3 separate regions of the Sus scrofa genome follow, and all the other regions are linked to region 3. Evidence: chromatin contacts called from public Hi-C data. All regions are on one chromosome and are shown on one strand. Each heading gives the region's core, a stretch centred on a gene start, on an enhancer-like site or on the middle of the called end of the contact. The rest is flanking DNA. Distances are from core to core; before and after follow the strand shown. Region 1 has its middle 390 kb from the start of SALL1. Region 2 holds the start of SALL1 (sal-like protein 1). Region 3 has its middle 210 kb from the start of SALL1.

The links. Hi-C and Micro-C count contacts between places; a contact is called where the count stands out from the background.
Region 1: a Hi-C map of liver shows a contact between it and region 3, with 7 times the contacts expected there. The contact joins two enhancer-like sites. A contact is called at or near these places in 1 of 5 promoter capture datasets (liver) and 5 of 47 Hi-C or Micro-C datasets (liver and skeletal muscle).
Region 2: a Hi-C map of liver shows a contact between it and region 3, with 7 times the contacts expected there. The contact joins the promoter of SALL1 here to the enhancer-like site in region 3. A contact is called at or near these places in 1 of 5 promoter capture datasets (liver) and 6 of 47 Hi-C or Micro-C datasets (epiblast stem cells, liver and skeletal muscle).

What each region holds. Positions count from the first base shown.
Region 1 is chr6:33,341,626-33,344,325 of Sscrofa11.1, forward strand. No RefSeq gene overlaps it. Among named protein-coding and RNA genes, the nearest start is that of SALL1, 390 kb to the right of the region's middle. Within about 2 kb of position 1,381, at least 1 of the 83 cell types and tissues checked has an H3K27ac peak or open chromatin away from gene starts, as enhancers often do. A contact at or near this core is called in liver, where this site is marked.
Region 2 is chr6:33,730,274-33,732,973 of Sscrofa11.1, forward strand. SALL1 (sal-like protein 1) reads left to right here and starts at 1,393. Exons shown (of 4, transcript XM_003126987.4): 1 at 1,393-1,779. It overlaps LOC110260963 (a long non-coding RNA gene), which reads left to right. Exons shown (of 2, transcript XR_002344613.1): 2 at 1-75.
Region 3 is chr6:33,520,465-33,523,164 of Sscrofa11.1, forward strand. No RefSeq gene overlaps it. Among named protein-coding and RNA genes, the nearest start is that of SALL1, 210 kb to the right of the region's middle. Within about 2 kb of position 1,412, at least 9 of the 83 cell types and tissues checked have an H3K27ac peak or open chromatin away from gene starts, as enhancers often do. A contact at or near this core is called in liver, where this site is marked.

The DNA.
Region 1 (2,700 bases), core at 131-2,630, 180 kb before region 3:
CTCACTGCATCCTTCTGACAGTTGGTTAAGAAAGTGCATATATTTGTGCTGTCTGTGCCCGCTTAGAACAGCAGGGTATACCTAGAGGTGGGTATACTTGGGGACCTCTCCTGGGTGAAGCAGCAATGATGGATTAAGCAGCAATGAGGGTTTCCCTTGTCGATTTGGGCAGTTGTTACAGAAGGCGTCTCCTGGAGGTGAGGACCTGTGTGGTCTTCCCGCATCCATCAGTTTCTGGCTTCCACGTACAGTAGTGACCCTCATCTCACACATAAAAAGAAGCAAATGGATTTGATTAGCAAATACTCGCATCTGCATCCTAATGGACGTCTCTGGGACTTCCTCATTTCAGAAAATTCCGTTTTAATACACAGCACAGTAGTTAAAAGAATGCGCTCTCCCATCGGCCGTCCAAACCCTCCCAAACCAGAGAGAAACATCCACCATTTTCCCGTCAGCTCCGTCAGCAGGATCTAGACCTCCGTGTCCAGGCCCAGGCTAGAAGTTCCTCTTCCTGCATTTGATTCATGCCGTGAATCAAAACACTTAAAATAGGAGGCAAAATGCCCCCAGCGGTGCCCAGTCCAGATGTCCTTACGCCATGGACCTGCCTACTTCTTGCCAGGACCCCCGAGCAGCGAAGCCCACTCTGAGGCTGCTGCATCTGAACTCAATTGCAGCCAAGGAGGCCACCATTTGACCAGCTAAAAAGTCTGACCAGTTGGCACATTGCTGTCTCCAAATGAGCCGGCAGGAAATGGGGTTTCCTAAAACTTGGTTTTAAAGCACTTACAACAGGAAACCATTTCCCATGCATGTTAGATCTCTCTAATGACTGACTAACGAGAAACAGGCTATCTTAATACTCTGCCCCAAGCCATTACAAATGGCTTTCTTTCCAGACTTCATTAGAATATTTACTGCGATTTGGATAGAAGACTTTTGACACTGCAGTCATAAAATTTACAGGGGACTTTTTTTTTTTTCAGTCTAAGAAGAGACTTGGAAGAAATGGGGAAACTCCTCGGCTCCCCCAGCTACCATCTCCTTCATTAGTGGTCTTCAAGTCCTGTGACCTCTAGTTAAGAAAATAAACATCCCTGGGATAGTCCAATAAATTGCCTTCAGAAAAAAAACAGCCTTCGTCAACGCTCGCCTCTTCTGTATATATGTGGCAAGAAAGAGAAAATGCACAGTGTGGGTCCGTCTGTGCTAAACACTGTTGAGGTTGTTACTAAATCGTGGCAACCACGTTGGGAACAAGCAAGATCATCATCCCTGGCTCACCTTTGAATAAACGTGGGGCCAAAGTTACCAGAAGTCACACAGCGAGTGAGTGACAGAGCTTGGAATGGATCCACGTTGATCCAGTTGAAACACAGCTCCTCTAATATCTCCCTCACTGCTTACGCCTACCCTCAAACAGACCCAGTCTACACAGGCAGCAGCTGCTCTGTGCAAAAGAGCTGTGGACTCACTTTTACCTTGTTTTGAATTTCATGCATCTAGTGCCTTCCTGAAAATCATCAACCAGCGTCCAACAAAATTGACATTAAGTCTCTACCCAGAGAAAAGTCATCCTGGGATCCTGTGCAGTAATATTTGTAGTCATGCAATATTCAGTGGCAGTGGTGGCTGCCAAGTAGGATGACAACCCAAGGCAAGGAAACGTAAAGCCGGGTGAGTGAAAGGGAGGCCGTATCTTCAGGAAAGCGGGTTGGGAAGAGACACTGATTTTGACGGTGTGGTCAGGGAAGAATTCTGATGAGAGAGCGTTTGTGGAGAGACCTGAATCAGCAGAGGCAGAGAAAAGCTATGAAATGTTTTGGAGGACTGTTCTAGAGTGAATGAACAGGAAGGATTGGGGCTCCACAGTTGAAATGTGTGGCCCAGGGATCTCTGATGGTGTCTCTGTAGTCGAAGGTTGCATTGATAATCTGAAGTATTCCACGTTCTCTACGTAGGCTATGTCAACACACCGGCATTCATTCATCCTATGGTGTGTCCCACGTCAGAGACCTGTTCAGTGAATCTCACATTAGTGCCTTGGTTTCTGTCCCAGGATGTTGGGAGAAGGCTTCTCCACTCTCAGTAATGCTCTGTGGAACACCTCTTTCTCTAGGATGCTCTGTGTATTTAGAGACAAGAGAAAGGTGATCACTCCTAAAAACAATGTGCTTTCTCTCAGTAAGTAATAAAGAGCAATTGATCCATCATGTTTCTCCATTTCTGCCTTGATTCCTAGGAAGCTCAACATTAAATTGAGTATTCGATTCGGCAAAGTTAGCCTTTAAGACTTTTGAAGAGTTCTAACGCTTAATCTTATATCTACTTTTTATTGCAAGCATCCTCTAGTCCTTTTGGAACTGGTGTGTAAATAGCACATATACATAAAATAATATAAGGCAAGAACATAAGTATTAATTTACCTTAAAAAAATAACATTTGTGAATAGCCCACTGGATACTTTTTCCGTTTACATGGAGGCCAACCACGCAACTCGCTTGGATCAGAAAAAGAATCTATTTCGCAGATTCATAAGCTAAGGCCCCCATGAATGAATGAACCAATGAATCACATTTTCTGGTATCCACATCCTTATGTAGCTTCCTCTCACGTGAACACTGCGTTCGGCCATGTGACTTTTCTTTAGCCACTGGGACATCGGCAAATATGCTTCAAGCAGATGCTCGATAAGCT
Region 2 (2,700 bases), core at 143-2,642, 210 kb after region 3:
TGTTTGTTTCGGTGTTTTGGTGGGGGGCGAAAGCTCCCCCCCCCGTCCTTAATCACACACACAGCAACACAGCAAGTAACGAACACGTGTGAAGCTCTGCCCGGGAGCTTCTCCCTGCGTACGCGCTGCGTACCGGGAGGAAGGGTTTGCGGGACAGCCAGCTAGGCTCGGTTCCCGGCAGCACACGGTGCCCGGGAGGCCCGGACTTTCAAGAAGCCAAGATTGTTAGGCGGGCGGCTCCAAACGCGGGCGTAAGCGGAGAAACGAACGTGCAAGTGCACCCTCTGAGAGAGGGTGGGCTGGGGTGTTTGTGAGGACCACAGTTTGCGGAGTGGGGGGGTTGGTTTTACACGTGCTCCTGCACACTTTCCCGGGGGTCTGGAGGAAAGCGAGCGGCTCGCACCCCAGGAGCACGCAGATTCATCTTTGCCGAGGGATCTCTTTAAATATTCAGTGAGAAATAATGGCATTTGAAGCACCACCTATGGAAACATTATTATCTTCATTCTTCAACATCAGCGCCACTGATGGCTTCGTTTGTCTTTTTATCAAAATCTACGGTAACCAACAGGACCTGGGGAGAAAGGGAGAGCGAGGTAGAGAGGGGGCGTGTGTGTGCGCGCGTGCGTGTGTGTGTGTAACCGAGCGAGGGCAAAAGAGAGGAAAAAATAGGGAGAAATGAAAAGGTGAAGAGAGGGCGAGCAAGGAGGAGAAAGGAGAAGTTAACCAAGAATAAAATTAGTCGGTAGGAGAAAAACAGAAACATTCACCCTCACACAAAATATTTAGATTAAAAAGGATAAAAAAGACAAAAAAGAAAAAACCCACTAAAGAAAGAGTCATGGGGGAGCGCAGTAGGGTCTAGAGGACCCGAAACTCTATTCAGAAGATTGATGCCCACTTCGCGCGAACCGACTGTGTAGCTCTCCAGACTCCAGGGCGCTCCCGAATTGGGGCGTCCTTATGAGCCCTCTCGTTTCCCGATAGCGAGATAGGGCAGGGATTGTGTATCTGCACCCCCCTCCTCCCCATTACTCAACCGAAGTTTAGTTTGTCCCTCGGGCGCAGGACTTCGGGAACCTTGGAGCGAGAAGACCCCGAGACTCGAGGGGAAGAGCTAGGCTGAGCCGAGGACTGAGCCTCAGGTTCGCGGGCGCCCAAGCCCAGAGGAGGGAGTGCGGGTCCAAGGCTCCCCATTCCGGGCGCGGGTGGGGAGGCTGCATCCCAGCCTGAGGAGATGGAGCTGGTGCGAAAAGTTTGGGCGCCGCGCTCGGCAAATGCCTGAGAGGTGGAGGCGAGCTTCTGCGGGGCCAAACAGCTGCGGACAGGGACCCCCACCCCCACCCCCGCCGCCCCTCTCACTCCCGGCTGGGCTCGGCCACCTCTTCTCCAAGAGCCTGGGGCGCGGCCCCCTCTCCCAGGGCGGGCAGCCCAGGGCTCCCAGTGACTGGCCTTGCCCGGAGCCGGCGAGGCAGGGCCGCGCCTCCCGAGGCCAGGGGAGGGTTGCAGCGCGCCGGGTGAGCGGCGGCCCCTCCCCTCCCCCCGGCTGGAGCTGAACTCGGATCCTAGGCCGGTCCCCGCTCTCCGCCCGCCCCCGGCTCCGCGGCGCCACAGCTGCCGCCGCCTCCCCGCGGAGTGACGCGCCCTGCAGCCAACCGGGGCAGCCGGGGGGGAGGTCCGGGAGGGGTCCTGGGCGGAGCCGGGCCGCCCCCTTATCCCACGGGTTCGGGGCCGCGTCTCCCGAAAACTTCAGCCCTAATTGTCCTGGGAATGTCCGAGGTAGAGAAAGGGGGCAAGCGAGAGCCTGGAGGACTGGGGCCCTTTGAGGCGAATCGGGGTGGCGGGAGAGCTGCCCTCCCCACCCCCCCGAGCCCCAAACCCATCACGTTCCCAAACCTTTCCTTGGTCCTCTTCTCCGCGCCCCCGCGAGCCCGCGATCCAGGGATGGAGAACTCGGGGCGGAGGAGCACCGAGCCAGGCGGCGAGAGGGAGGGAGGCCGGGCCGCGGGCGGGAGGCGGACCGGCGTGGGGCTGGCTCTTCCCCACTCGCTTTTTTTTTTTTTTTTTATGGGGGTGGGGGTGGGCTGCTTTCTGGTAGCTCTTAAAGAAACGAAGAAACACTCACGAAACGGGACTTCCTCCCCCCAAATCCCGCCACGGGACGCCCTCCCCCCGCAGGCCGGCGCGCCTAGCGCCGGAGTTGGGAAGTTCGCCGCTCGCCCGCAGCCCGGGTCCCCAGCCGCCGTCCGGCCCCACCCCCACCCCCTACCCCGAGAGGCTTAATTCCGGGGAGGGCATGCTAATTTGGGTCGGCCCAGCCTGGGATGGGGGGGGGGGAGCGAGGGCGGGAGGCGGGGGGCGCGGGCCGGGGCGCTGGGTGCGCAGAGGCGAGAAGGCAGGCCCCCGGCGGCCCGGCCGCGGAGTCCCGGGCGGTCGCGAAGAGGGTTAACCCAGTGTCGGGCGGCGCGGAGCGCAGAGCCAGCCCCGCGGCCGGCTTATTGGGCCAGCGCGCGGAGAGACAGGGGTCTGCAGCAAATCACGAACTAATTGATTAAGGCGAGCGGGTTTGAATAGCGCTGGCCCGGTGCCAATCGCCTTTCAAAGAGCCCCTCTATGATTAATCGCAATGCATTATTGATAATCATAATTATAGCAGGACACATGCGCGCTGCGCCCGGGGCCGGGGAGCCGGGGAGGGGG
Region 3 (2,700 bases), core at 162-2,661:
GAGGAGGCAAACTGTCCAGCATGAGGCTACTTCACAGTTCCTCCAACAGAGTTCTCTCATCCTTGGGGGATTTGGGGTAACTGAGTGACACTTTCTGGAACTCAGCTTTGCCATCAGTAAAATGGGTGGGTTGACTCTAGACTCCTAGACTAAGTTAGGGTGTGACCTTCTCCTGGGTCCTCTCTCCCACGCTCTGTAATCTGTGGTGCTTCCAAGACGGTGCCCAAGCTGGTTTTGTCCTTTATTTTATTTTTATTTTTTTTTGTCTTTCTAGGGCCACACCCATGGCATATGAGTCCAGTGGGAGCTGAAGCTGCTGGACTACACCACAGTCACCGCACTGTGGGATCCGAGTCAGTCTGCAACCTACATCACAGCTCATGGCAATGCCGGATCCTTAACCCACGGAGCGGGGCCAGGGATCAAACCTTCGTCCTCATGGACACCGGTCGCGTTTGTTACTGCTGAGCCATGATTGGAACTCCTAGTTTTGTCCATTTACCATGGAGTGTTGGATCTGGTGGGGACATGGGTGAGGTGAGAGCGATAGGAAAACAGCTGGCAGGGCTCTGGTCTCCCCTGGAAATGCGGGGATTCAGGAGTAAATCGTTTTGGTCTGAGGAAAGCAGTGACACACATACACACCCGGAAAGCACCCAGGCAAATCTCGCCAAACCCTATCGTGTTACCTGCCCATTTCTGCCCCAGGAGCCTTTTGTCAAGAAAGGCAGAGAAGAGCTTCTGGTGACAAGTTCTCCTTGACTCAAGTTTCCCTCTTCCCACTGATTTCATTTCTCATTATTTAATTTCCTCCTCATCCGACAGAATGAAATACAAAAATACCATTCCCAGGTCTTCTAAAGTCCATTCGCCCCCAATGCTTTGTTTCCAACTTACATAAAAGTTTAAATTTCCTCTTCCCCTGCTCACACTGCTGCCAAAACAGTCATCAGCAATGAAATTTTTGAAGATAATTAGCATATCGGATATCTGTAATAAGCTAATAATGTATTTCTTGGATTGTGCATCTCTGGTTAGCTGTTATTAATCACAAATATTATTCATGTCATTTGAAATATGCCTCTTGGCGGATGTTTTTATGCTTGAGGGATTCCAGCTAAAAGTCGTCCGAGAAGGGTGGGGGGCCCCCCTTCCCCCTCAGGAGAGGTGAGATTGGATCGCGTCTTGTTGAACAGGGTTAACCTTCAGGGGAACAGCATTAAGGGAAGTAATTATCCATTCACACTGAACTGGCTACAAAGAAAGTGAGAAAATCACCTTCTCAGAACTCACATGAAAAACATAATGTAGTTAATATTAAATAAAGAGATTGGGCAACCGAGCCTCTTTTTACAGTGTGTTCTGATGTGTCCTTGATCAGGGGCTGTTTTGTTTATGATTAATGAATGACTCACCTTGGGCCGTGTTCCGTTCGATGCATACCTCATTATGAATTTGAAGAGGTCATTTGTTCCTTTGGAGCTACAATAAAAAATCTTTTTGTACATTCAGAAGGTTACAAGTGTGATATGGGGGCAGAAATAGCGCAAAGAGCAGCGAGGCATTCTCTTTGGGGTGGTTTGGTGTATTGTTTTAGTTTTCTTTCTAATTTTTGGAATCTGGTGAGAAAATTTAAGCCTGAGCTCTGATTTTTAAAAAAGTAGATCTTACCATGACGTGGCTTGGCTCAACCGACCCGTGGAAGCAGGACTGCCTGATGGGGGCCGTGGATCAGAAGGGCTTCGGGTGGGTGGAAAGGACACAGACAAAAGCTCTCATGCTGTGTTGGAAGGTGCTTGTGGAGGGGAAATCAAATGGCGTGGAAACCAATCAAAAGTGAACACAGAGACCCAAGTCCTTAGCGAGGACTACTTCTTGCCATGCAATCCACCAGATGCTCTTGGTACCACCTCTTTTCCTCTTTAAAGTTACTTGCTATGTTCCTTTTAACTTAATTTCACTCAGGATGAGCAGAAGTTTGCCCTTTGATTTGCCAGACCCTACAAAACCCAAAATTGATGCCAAAGATCATAATTGGGGTGGGGGGGGATGGAGCAAAAAGAAAAAGACCCCAGGCCTGATCGTTTTTGCAAGGTAGATAAATAAAACTCTCTGATAAGGAAATATGTGTCTACCTCTTTATCATGATACCTAAACATACACAGAGAATCACACTTAGCTGAGGAAAATGGATGGATGGATGGGTAGATGGATGGATGCAGAAAGAGATAGATAGATAGGCAGATAGATATGGATTAATCATTCCGCAGGTACGGATTTTGATTTTCATGCAGATACACGCAGGGAGGACCACCATCCCAGAGCAGGAACTGGTGTGTTTGGAACCCATCACCCCACGTGGGGCAGCCAGCCGTTTCCTAATCACCATGGTTTCCAGCAGCGGCGCACACAAGCGTGTGGTTGACTACCTATGAGCCCCACCACAGCTCAGTTAATGATCTTTCCACCAGGTCTGTGTTCGCTTGTGCATTCAAATGAGGTCCTGTCACGCAGAAATAAAGGCATGCACATGCCCAGACCTTAGCGCTTGACTAAGGGCACCGCTCCATGGTAGACATAGTTCACTAGTCACATAACTAACTTTTTTTTAAAGTCGAGTTATTGCTTTATGTGTGAGAGAAACTATGTCCTTTGATCACAGCCATTCAGGTGGGATTAAATAACAGCAAATCTCAGGGA